2 separate regions of the Sus scrofa genome follow, and region 2 is linked to region 1. The links are chromatin contacts, called in public HiChIP or PLAC-seq maps. All regions are on one chromosome and are shown on one strand. Each heading gives the region's core, a stretch centred on a gene start, on an enhancer-like site or on the middle of the called end of the contact. The rest is flanking DNA. Distances are from core to core; before and after follow the strand shown. Region 1 holds the start of DCP1A (decapping mRNA 1A). Region 2 holds the start of ACTR8 (actin-related protein 8).

Region 1 (5,725 bases), core at 2,969-5,468:
ATAGCAATACAAGCCCACCTCAGGAAACAAGAAAAAGCTCAAATAAACAACCTAATTTCACATCTACAGCATCTAGAGAGAGAAGAACAGACAAGATGTAAAGTTAGTAGCAGGAAAGCAATCATAAAGATCAGAGCAGAAATTAATGAAATAGAAATGAAGAAAGTCATAGAAAAAATCAATGAAACGAAAAGGTGGTTCTTTGAAAAGATCAACAAAATTGATAAACCCTTAGCCAGACTTCTCAAGAAAAAAAGAGAGAGGACTCAAATCAATAAAATTAGAAATGAAAAAGAAGTAACAATGGACATCACAGAAATACAAAGGATCATAAGAGACTATGATATGCAACTATATGCCAATAAAATGGAAAACCTAGAAGAAATGGACGAATTCTTAGAAAGGTACCATCTTCCAAGACTAAACCAAGATGAAATAGAAAAGATGAACCGACCAATCACAAGTACTGTAATTGAAACGGTGATTTAAAACCTTCCCAAAAAAGTCCAGGAATTCACAGGTGAATTCAATTAAACATTTAGAGAAGAGCCAACACCTCTCCTTCTGAAACTATTCCAAAAAATTGCAGAGGAAGGGGTACTCCCAAACTCAATTCTATGAGGCTGCCATCACCTTGATACCAAAACCAGATAAAAATACCACAAAAAAAGACAACTACAGGCCTATTTCACTGAGGAACATCGATGCAAAAATCCTCCACAAAATACTTGCAAACCACATCCAACAATACATTAAAAGGATTGTACATCATGATCAATCAGGATTTATCCCAGAGATGCAAGCGTTCTTCAATATCTGCAAATCAATCAGTGTGATACACCACATTAACAAACTGAAGAATAAAAACCATATAATCCTCTCAATAGACACAGAAAAAGCCTTTGACAAAATCCAACATCCATTTCTGATAAAATCTTTCAGAAAGTGGACATAGAGGGACCTTACCTCAACATAATAAAGGCCATATATGACAAACTGACAGCTAACATCATTGTCAGTGGTGAAAAGCTGAAAGAATTCCAACTGAGGAGTTCCCGTTGTAGCTCAATGGAAATGAATCAGACTAGGAACCATAAGGTTGGGGGTTTGATCCCTGGCCTTGCATAGTGGGTTAAGGATCCAGTGTTGCCATGAGCTGTGGTGTAGGTTGCAGATGCAGCTCAGATCCTGAGTTGCTGTCACTCTGGCGTAGGCTGGCAGCTACAGCTCCTATTCAACTTCTAGCCTGGGAACCTCCATATGCTGCAGGAGCAGCCCAAGAAATGCCAAAAAAAAAAAAAAAAAAGAATTCCAACTGAGATCAGGAACAAGACAAGGCTGCCCACTCTCGTCACTATTAGTCAACATAGTTTTGGAAGTCCCAGCCACGGCAATCAGAGTAGTAAAAGAGATAAAAGGACTCCAAATTGGAAAGGAAGAAGTAAAACTATCACTATTTGCAGATGACATACTATACCTAGAGAATCCTAGACTTGACCAGAAAACTGTTAGAGCTCATCCATGAATTTGGCAAAGTCAGCAGGAAACAAAATTAATACACAGAAATCAACGGCATTTCAATATACCAACAACGAAAGATCAGAAAGAGAAACTAAGGAAGCAATCCCGTTTACCATCACATCCAAAAGAATAAAATCCCTAGGAGTAAACCTACCTAAAGAGACAAAAGACCTGTACTCTGAAAACTGTAAGACATTGATGAAAGAAATCAAAGACGACACAAATAGATGGAAAGATATACCATGCTCTTGGATTGGAAGAGTTAATATTATCAAAATGACTATACTACCTAAGACAATCTACAGATTCAATGCAATCCCTATCAAATTACTAAGGACATTTTTCGCAGAACTAGAACAAAATATTTTAAAGTTTGTTTGGAAGCACAAAAGACCCAGAATAGCCAAAGACATCCTGAAAAGGAAAAATGGAGCTGGAGGAATCAGGTGCCCTGACCTCAAACTATACTGCAAAGCAACAATCATCAAAACCATACGGCACTGGCACAAAGACAGAAATATAGGTCAGTGGAACAGGAGAGAAAGTCCAGAATTAAACCCACGCAGCTATAGCCAACTCATCTATGACAAAGGAAGCAAGAATAGACAATGGAGAAAAGACAGCCTGTTCCATAAGTGGTGCTGGGAGAACTGGACAGCCACATGGAAAAGAATGAAATTAGCACACTCCCTAACACCATACACAAAAATGAACTCAAAATAGATTAAAGACCTAAATATAAGACCAGATACTATAAAACTCTTAGAGGAAAACATAGGCCAAACACTCTGACATAAACGACAGCAACATCTTCTCAGATCCACCTCTTAGAGTAATGACAGTAAAAACAGAAATAAACAAATGGGACCTAATAAAACTTAAAAGTTTCTGCACAGCAAAGGAAACCCTAAACAAAATGAAAAGGCAACCCACAGAATGGGAGAAAATCTTTGCAAATAAATTGACTGACAAGGGGTTAATCTCCAAAATGTATAAACACCTCCTACCGCTCAATACCAAAAAAACAAACAACCCCATCAAAAAATGGGCAGAAGATCTAAACAGACACTTCTCCAAAGAAGACATACAGATGACCAAAAAACACATGAAAAGATGTTCAACATCACTCATCATTAGAGAAATGCAAATCAAAACCACGATGAGGTATATCACCTTACACCAGCCAGAATGGCCATCATTAAAAAGTCTACAAACAATAAGTGCTAGAGAGGGTGTGGAGAAAAAGGAACCCTAGTACACTGTTGGTGGGATTGTAAATTGGTGCAACCCCTGTGGAAAACAGGATGGAGATTCCTCATAAAACTAAAAAGAGAACTACCATTTGATCCAGAAATTCCACTCCTGGGCATCTATCTAGAGAAAACCACGATTTGCAAGGACACATGTACTCCAATGTTCACTGCAGCACTCTTTTCAATAGCCAAGACATGGAAACAACCTAAATGTCCATCAACAGAGGAGTGGATCAAGAAGATGTGGTACATATACACGGTGGAATATTACTCCGCCATTAAAAGGAACGAAATACCAGAATTTTTAGCAACATGGATGGACCTAGCAATTATCATGCTAAGTGAAGTCAGTAATACAATGAGACACCAACATCAAATGCTTTCACTGACATGTGGAATCTGAAAAAAGGACAGAATGAACTTCTTTGCAGAACAGATACTGACTCAACAGACTTTGAAAAACTTATGGTTTCCAAAGGAGATGGTTTGGGGGGGGGGGGCTGGGGTTGTGGGATAGAAATCCAATAAAATTGGATTGTGATGATCATTGTACATCTATAAATGTAATGAAATCATTGAGTAATTTAAAAAATTTCAATTCCATCGGCATACTTTTTCATTAAATAAAATAATAATTTAACAATGGGGGATGGGGGCAGAGTTCCCTGTATGTTCTAAGCGTTGTTTTACTCTTTAACTGACTCTTTAAAATACCTTAAATTCGCAACAGATGTTTGCTTAAAGAATGAGTTCTTGTTTTTAAGCTTTAAGCGGTGCATGACAAACTCAAGATTTCACGGGCTCTTTCCAACACTGGATGGAAAGATTTGCGTGGGATTCAGACGAGGAAAATAAGGAGTAAACGTGAATAATATGACATTCCTGTTAAGTTACAGCTGAGTTAGTTTGGCTTTTTTTTTTTTCTTTTTTTTCGAAAATTTCCTTTATGAAAACACTGCTAACAGTGGCGATCTAGCGAGATCCGAGGACTGAGGTAATTTTCAGGATTCCCTCCTTCCTCCCCGCTTTTCTGTGCTTTCTAAATGGGCAGTGGAGCCCCGCCTTGTCACAGAGTGGTTTTCATTTTGAGGCCACGGGAGCTTAGTCCGGCAAGAGCGCAGAGAAACTGCCAAACAGCTTTGATGCCGGCGCCAGGATCTTTCAGCCAGCGAGGAAAAAATGCACATGGGTCCCCGCCTGCCAGCTCCACTAGGAGACAGTGGACGCCACCATGGACTGTTGGTCCGGTGGGACCACACAACACCGGAACCCGGCGCCCCGGGAGTGGGCGCGGCGGAGCATAATAGCTGACGTACGACCCCGCCGCGAGGCCCGGCCGAGAGACGGAAGTTAAGGACGCTGACGCAGCTGGGGGAACTTTGCCTCGATGGCACTTTCCTGTACGCGACTCCGCCCCCGCTAAAGGGGCTAGGCTCTGGAATTCAAGATGGAGTCGCTGAGTCGAGCTGGGCAGGAGATGAGCCTAGCGGCCCTGAAGCAACACGACCCCTACATCACCAGCATCGCAGATCTCACGGGCCAAGTCGCGTTGTACACCTTCTGCCCCAAGGCCAACCAGTGGGTGAGTGCGGCTAGGCCGCCGAGGTCGCCCGCCCGGCCACCGCCTCTTAAAGGGGCCGCGCGGACGGCCCTGGGTGGGGGGAGATGGGGGAGGCCCGGGCGGCGGAGGCGAGGCCAGAGACTGGAGAAGAGCCGGACGGCTCTTGAGGGTTAGCGGTGGCGCCGGGGATTGGAGAGTTTAGCAAGAGAAGTAGGTCTAAACATCCGGGGGGAAAGTCGCTAGGGGGGAAGATTGGAGGAGGATGAGTCCAGTAGGGTCCCGCCAGAGGTCCTGGGCGACCTGCCTTCTTTGCAGGTGTATTGAAAGATCCTGTGAGACCGGTGGAATCAGATACCTAAAAGGTTGTGTTTGGAGCTTTGAGGGTTATTGGATAAATTATATATACATAATCTGTAAAGTCAACACGCCCCCTCTCCCCGCAACAGACAAATAAGAGCCCCCTTCACAGAGGTTATTTGGATTTTAAGCTTGAAATCCAGTTAGTTTCAGTTCTTGGAAGAGAGGGGATGGGGATAAGTCCCACTTTTATCGAACTACACTATTTCCAGAGTTTGGGAAAGATATCAAGGCACTCACCAAAAAGGCTTCAACGTTCATTAGGTTACCTTGAAACCTTTTGAAAAGACACCAGCTGTGTTGCTCCTCATGTCACCTCTAACTGCTTCTATCAGATTGATTGCTTTTTAGCTTTTCTGCATGGGAGGGAATCCGAAAAGTTACATTCGGTCTGTTCGCTGACTTATTAACCCATTTGAAGCTTCCTTCATTGTTTAAATAACGTAATCCCCCCCTTTTTCTAGTAGTAAAACTTCTTAAATCATTCAGTTATTGCCTTTACTTAGAAAATAATCCATAAATGTTTATTGAATTGAATTAAGAAAGTCCACGTTTCAGTAAAAATTGAAATCTTTATAGTTACAAAACTCAAAGATTTTTATCATAATATGCCCTTTGCAACATAATGTAGATATATGGGTTATATTTAATCAGATAATTTCGTGAAAAATCATTTGGCAAAAATAAACAGTTAATTCAGATGAAGGGAGTTTTCAAAATAATCTTGCTTTGCTTTGTCTTCTTTCCTTCACCTCCTGGAAGAGGAGGAAGTATGGGAAGTCACAGAGAACAAAATTATAAATTTTTTTTAAATGTGTCTCTTTAGACATTGCTTTAGTTAAAATTGTTCTGAACCATTTTTCTTTTTCTGCTCTATATATACATTTGTGGTAGATTGTAGAGAAATGGTTTGGGGCATGGACTTATACTAACAAGCTTTCATTTCTAGTTTGTCACAAACTTATAATATTTTGGAATTTTAACTGTGGAGCTCTCCTTTAAATATGAAATACAAGTTATAATAATCTGAATT
Region 2 (6,318 bases), core at 2,835-5,334, 530 kb before region 1:
CCCTTGTTTCAGTTTCAGAACTCTGCTTCAGCAAGATGTGAAAAAGAGAAGAGGCTATGGAGGCTCATCTGATTCCAGATACGATGATGGAAGAGGGTATAGCTTTTCACATTGATAAAGATGTTTTTACCCTCTGTGTAATTAAAGTGAAGATAGGTAGATAGATAGACAGGCAGGCAGACAGACATAGTTAGGCTTGTGGACATTAAAGGCTTAAATTCTGTTTCACGAAATTGATATATTACTGTAAATTAATTCAGGTTGCCTCTGATTGGATAGCTTTGTCAGAGTTAATCTGACAAAGCTAAAATGTATATCAAGTATCCTATGGGAAAAGTTTAGAGGATGAAAACTGATGTCCCACATTAAAAATCTAGAGATTTCACTTTCGACTCTGGATTTCTAGCTGCTAATGAAAATCTCAGAAGATCCAGCAGCACTGTGTGGGGCTTGTGTTTCCATATGGCAAAAATCAGCTGGAGTTGGGTTTCACTTGAGCATTTACAGGAGGTGATGTTCAGTTGATTATAATTCTTGCTTGACTTACTTTTTTTTTTTTTTTTCTTTTGTCTTTTGTCTTTTGTTGTTGTTGTTGTTGTTGCTATTTCTTGGGCCGCTCCCGCGACATATGGAGATTCCCAGGCTAGGGGTCGAATCGGAGCTGTAGCCACCGGCCTACGCCAGAGCCACAGCAACGCGGGATCCGAGCCACGTCTGCAACCTACACCACAGCTCACAGCAACGTTAACCCACTGAGCAAGGGCAGGGACCGAACCCGCAACCTCATGGTTCGTAGTCGGATTCGTTAACCACTGCGCCACGACGGGAACTCCGACTTTTCTCATGTGCATTATGTGTCTGATCTCTTTCAGTATTTGATTTTTTGATTCATGACTTAAATGGTAGTTCCAACTTTAAATTAAAAAAAAGGGTCTATTTGAGTGTTTAAAAGGAACCAATTGAAGCAATGCCTACTAAACAGTAGAAATTAACTTTTCTTATCTTAGGCCACCAGGAAACCCCCCTAGAAGAATGGGTCGAATTAATCATCTCCGTGGCCCTAATCCTCCTCCAATGGCCGGTGGATGAGGAAGGTAACCTGAAGTCTGCAATTATTTTTTGCAGGGATTTCATTTTGAAAATGGCTTCTTAGGAAGGTTTTGTTTAGGAAAACAGAAGTAACAACATTTTGTAATTACTCGGACATCTTATTTGAAAAAATAATTCTATTTAACCCTTGAAATTTGAATTTGAATCAAAATGTCTTTCAAAGAAGGTTTTGTCACATATAATGACTGTTTTTTTCATACAGGCCCAAACTAATAAGAGTAACTATTATAACATTTTCTTTAGGTAAATGTCTGCTCTAAGAAGCAGACAACTAGACATGCACATTTCTAGCAGAAGGAAACCATCAAGAAATGGAGTGATGACCACGCTGGACAAGTTAGATGAATGTGTATGTCTCAACAAGGATTGCTCTGTGTCCTCACAGATGAATGAGGTCTTGCTGGGAATTCCCTCCACGGGGATCTGGCATGACTGATAATGCAGTTCTATAAATGCACATTTTTGTCTCATCTTTGTATCATTTATGAAAGTATTAATATAGTTTTAATAAGTAAATATTTTTAGGTTACAAAACTGACTTCTCATCTTTATATGATTAAAATACAAAAGGCTCCAAATTTGAAGAAAAATAAAAGGCTATGTATTGAGTACTGTTAGTGTCACCTTTTTGAACTTCCGAAATACTGTTCATTGTGTTTTCTTGTTCTCATTTATAAATAAATCACATTGTATTTATTTCAGTAGTATGCATATGGTATCAGTGCTCTTGAATTAATTTTTATCTTAAAACCTGTTTGTCCCATGGGTCTGTAATACAGTGCATCTTATTTGCTACCATATATAATTATCAGGGTATTTATAAAACCATAACCAACAAAGGTGAGCTACAGAATGTAGATTTGCTAGGTAATTTTTAAAATCATGGACTTCAGTGCTGTCTTGACCGATTTTACTTCTTAAGTCATTGCTTAATACACTGCCTTTTGGCTTTAACCCCATCTGAATGCTGGTAACTCTCATTCTTACACTAGAGTGGAAGCTCCATGAGGTTAGGGACTCTTTTTTTACCCTAGTGCTTTGAACAGTCGCCACATGTAATATGCACTGAAATATTTATGAGAAAATGAATAATACAGATAATTCTACTTTGTGTTTAGCAATATTTGAAACCAAAGTGTTCAGGTAAAAGCATTTTTTATCCATATATAAGTATTAATTTAACCCTGTTTGCCAGGAAGTGGGGATGTAGTAATATGTTGTAGTGATCTTCAAAGATAAGGGAAGAGGCAATTATAACACAAATTTAAGGGTAAAGATAATAAAGACAGTCTATGGATCACTCAGGCTTGTGTTAAACATTATGTCTTTTATGTGTTATCACCTACACACTGAGGTAGGTAGGTGATGTTTGCATTATACAGATACATGCAAGGACTCACTCAAATTTTGTAACTTCCTAGATTTTATGGCTAGTGAAATGGCAGAGTCATTCTGTCAGACCTCCACCTAAGACTGCAGTGGGGGAGATCAGGGTGGTCTCATTAGGTGATAGTTTCCCTGTGGACGTGACCCATGACTTTTGCCTCTCTGGACTGCTGCTGCAAGAATTCTTTCTTAGGGCTTTTCCTAGAGTCCTGATTTCGTTGGACATTTAGCTGTCTCACTCTATATGTCAGGGACTGTAGTGCAGAACATAGGCCCTGGAGTAGCTTGTGTTCACATCTTTGCTATTCAATGAGTGAGTTATGTCATTCTATCCTAGTTTACTCATCTGTAAAATGGGATTATATTCCTACCCCGGGGTTCTTTACTCAGCAGTATTTAATCAATAAATGCTTATTGGGCATCTACCATGTGCTAGAGACAATTGGCAAATAAAGTCCCTCTTCTCATGGGGCTTACTTTCTAGTGTGGGAAACACAGAGCAGACGAAATAAGTGCAGACTTAATTCCTGCTTCAAATGGAGTAAGTTGACAGGAGGCTTAAGGGGGAGGCCTCTCTGAAGTGACATTTGAGTTGAGATAGAATATGTTGAGGGACAGCAAGTTTGATGGCCCAATGATGGCATGTCTGAGAAGCTGAAAGAAAGCATGTAGCTTGAAATGCCTAAAGAGGGGGAGAGAGGTGTGAGCATGAAGTTAGATATGAAGTGGGAGCTTGATTAAGCATGGCCTTACAGGCTGTGGTTGGTTTAGATTCCGTTTCATCACCGAAGGGAAAGCATGAGAGCTTAAAGCATAGGTTTAACTACTGTTCGAGTTAACTAATTGATAATAACAAGCGAAGTGCTGAGTACCCTTAGTATTGATTGTCTTCATGATATTTTAAAAGGTGACAGGTGGGCAACTCTGAAAGATCGCAGAACAAGGCTGGAAGCAGTGAATTGGCTTTAGAAGATGTGCTGGTCCAGGTGAGACTTGCATTAAGTAGTGGCAGTAGGAATGGAGGCATTCAAGACATTTGAGAAATGGATTTGTTGATAGATCTTGATGTAGATGTAGACAACTGAAGAAACAGTGAAACACTGAGATGGTGAATGTGGAAGTCAACATTTTTCAGGAGGTGGGGATAAAGAGTTCCATTTTGGCTATATTTAATGCAATGCTTTGTAGATATCTAAGTGGAGATCCTAAATAAGCGGTTGTTTACCAGTCTGGATCTCTGGGAACGATCCAAACTGGAAATACATATTTGAGAGCTATCTTCATTCTTTAAAGCTATGAAACTGGATAAAGTGATCTAAGGAGTACATAGGAGCCCTAACTCCAAAAAAATCCTAGTATCAGAGCACAGCCAGTGATGTACGGAGGGAACTTGTATTATGGATGGCGTCTGAGAGGGCACACGTAAGAGGACGAAAGGAGCAGCTAGTAGCTGCTCCACAGCAAGCACGCAAAACAAAACAAGTCCGCGGCGGGCAAGCTACAGCGAGGACCAATCACAGCATCCATTATCCACCCAATCCAGCTCACCCCGCCCTCCTCCGGACAGCTCCGCCCTTCCGCTTTCCCAGAAGCCTTTGGGCCGACTCCCGGAGGCCATCTTGGCTGTGGGCGGGTCGCTGGGAGGTTGCTCCTTCTTGTGGAAGCTTGTTTTTGCCAGTCCGGGGCGCGACCCTGAGGCTCGAGCTAGGGAGGCGTCCGCGGCCAAGATGACCCAGGCGGAGAAAGGGGACGCAGAGAACGGAAAGGAGAAGGGTGGGGAAAAGGAGAAGGAACAGCGCGGCGTGAAGCGACCCATCGTGCCCGCGTTGGTGCCGGAGTCGCTACAGGAGGTGGGGCGCTGGGGGCGGGCCTGGGACTCGGCTTCTGGGCGGGGGCGGAAGGCCGCGGAGCGGAACAAGGGGAGGAAGCTGGCTCGTTTCTGACGCGAGGTTCCGGGCCCCTACCCTCGTGGGTGGTGCGGGAGGTCTTTCTTCGCAGGCTCGGGGGCTACAGGGCAGACGGCCCAGTAACTGACTGCGTCCCACTGCCCACGTCCACCAGCGGCTGTGCGACCGCCAGCCTCCCCGGCCCTAAAACCAGGACAGGGCTGTCACCTTCCCAGTCAGCTGAGGGGGCAGACTGGATGGTGGGTAAGGGCCTTGCCATTTACCACCGTTTAGGACTCTCCCGCTTTGTGAGGAGAGAGTAGGGCAGTATTAGGGTATGCTGTAGGATGGGCAAGTGCATAGGACCGCAGGGCGAAGTATTGGGTACACAGCATGTATCTCCTCCAGGCCTCACGGTCAGGAACTGTTTCTTCAATGGAGGTGACACCTGAACTAACAGCGTGCTAGACACTTGAGCCAAGAGAGCTTTTGAAATGGTGGAGCTCAAGATGTGTGGAATTGAGGAAGAAGGGAGCAAGACAGATTGGAGATCATAACAGGGGCAGTATCATTGGGGTCATATAATCCAGAGTCTGGCCTCTTCTGAAGGTAGTGGAGAATTTTGGAAGAGCTACATGATTAACTCATTTAATCCTCACAATAACTCCCTGAGGTAGGAACTTCATCCAGAGCAAGGAAGTGGCACAGTCTGAATTTGACTTCAGATCTGTGAATCCAGAGCCTAGACCCTTAGGCAGTATAGCAACATTTGCTGAACTGCCATTAGTTATATAACACCTTTTGGATTTTCCATATCTGTGGTACCTATACCACTACTTGTTGAGAAACTTTTTTATTCACTCTTACATAAAGCAGTAATATTCAGGAAATGATGAGAGGGATGTACTAGCTCCTTATTTTCTGTTACATCAAAGTAGATATATTAACAAGTGTTTGTCCACACTTTAGAAAACTACATTTACTCCCCCGAAGCTTCCCAGTCAGCATGCTGCAACCTGTGTACCATTAATGAGGTACAGGTGTCCCTAATAGCAAGCAGCCTCATCTCTTTAACTCAGTCTGCTACATAAATGTTGCCTGCCATAGCACACAAAATCCTGAGAACTATATTGCATGGCACCATACCGTGTAGAAGTGGTGCCATCGCCGTTCAACAAATACTTACTAGGCTGTAGGCTCCTGTGTGTCATGCATAGAATAGTGAATAAGACAGTAGTCGTCCCCTCCCACCCTTTTTTTGGGCTGTGCCTGCAGGCCAGGGATTGAACCCTTGCCACAGCAGTGACAGTGCCAAATCCTTAACTCACTGTGCCACCAAAGAACTCCAGTAGTCCCTTCTTACATGAAGGTTTTGTCTGCTGGGAGAACAGACAGTAAATAATACAAGAATGCCAAGTGTCATAAAAAGGAAAGCCATAATATTACATTGTAGGATGTCAAACAAACCTGGTCTGGTGACGTTTATCCTCAAACCTGAAGGAAGGGTTAAGATTTAACAGAGAGAAAGAATATTACTGGCAAAGGGAATTACCTTTGTGAAGGCCTGAATGTCAGCCTGGTGAGCTAAGAAATCAGGAGATACCTGGAGTAGAAAGATTAAAGAAACTGAAAAGGAATTGGCTCTAGAAGAAGGTTAGAGAATAGGCAGGGTCTTGATCTTGAAGTTTCTGTACTGTATCTTGTCTGTAAGTTAGGCAAATATTTTACATGGATACAAGCCAAGAAGACACAGCTGTAGCTTAAGGGCAGGGCAGAGTAGTTGCTGACTGAGGAGTCATGCTGGGAAGATGGTTCTCCACAGAGGCATCCTGTTGTCAAAGGGATTGTCAGAGTCCCTTCTTTCCTGACCCCTCCTGAAACTCTGGGTCTCTCAGCAGGTCTGTGTAGTAAAGGTTCTCCAGTGATTCAGGTTAAA

The links. HiChIP or PLAC-seq counts read pairs in DNA pulled down with a chosen protein or histone mark.
Region 2: a contact with region 1 is called in an H3K27ac HiChIP or PLAC-seq map of alveolar macrophages. The contact joins the promoter of ACTR8 here to the promoter of DCP1A in region 1. A contact is called at or near these places in 1 of 5 promoter capture datasets (liver), 2 of 47 Hi-C or Micro-C datasets (heart right ventricle and liver) and 2 of 2 datasets of contacts at active chromatin or transcription factors (alveolar macrophages and skeletal muscle).

Annotation. Positions count from the first base shown.
Region 1 is chr13:35,454,132-35,459,856 of Sscrofa11.1, reverse strand. DCP1A (decapping mRNA 1A) reads left to right here and starts at 4,218. Exons shown (of 10, transcript NM_001244358.1): 1 at 4,218-4,356. The coding sequence starts at 4,222.
Region 2 is chr13:35,984,959-35,991,276 of Sscrofa11.1, reverse strand. It overlaps ACTR8 (actin-related protein 8), which reads left to right and starts at 4,084. Exons shown (of 18, transcript XR_002337581.1): 1 at 4,084-4,346. It overlaps SELENOK (selenoprotein K), which reads left to right. Exons shown (of 5, transcript NM_001044553.1): 3 at 13-96; 4 at 1,008-1,094; 5 at 1,354-1,816. The coding sequence ends at 1,357.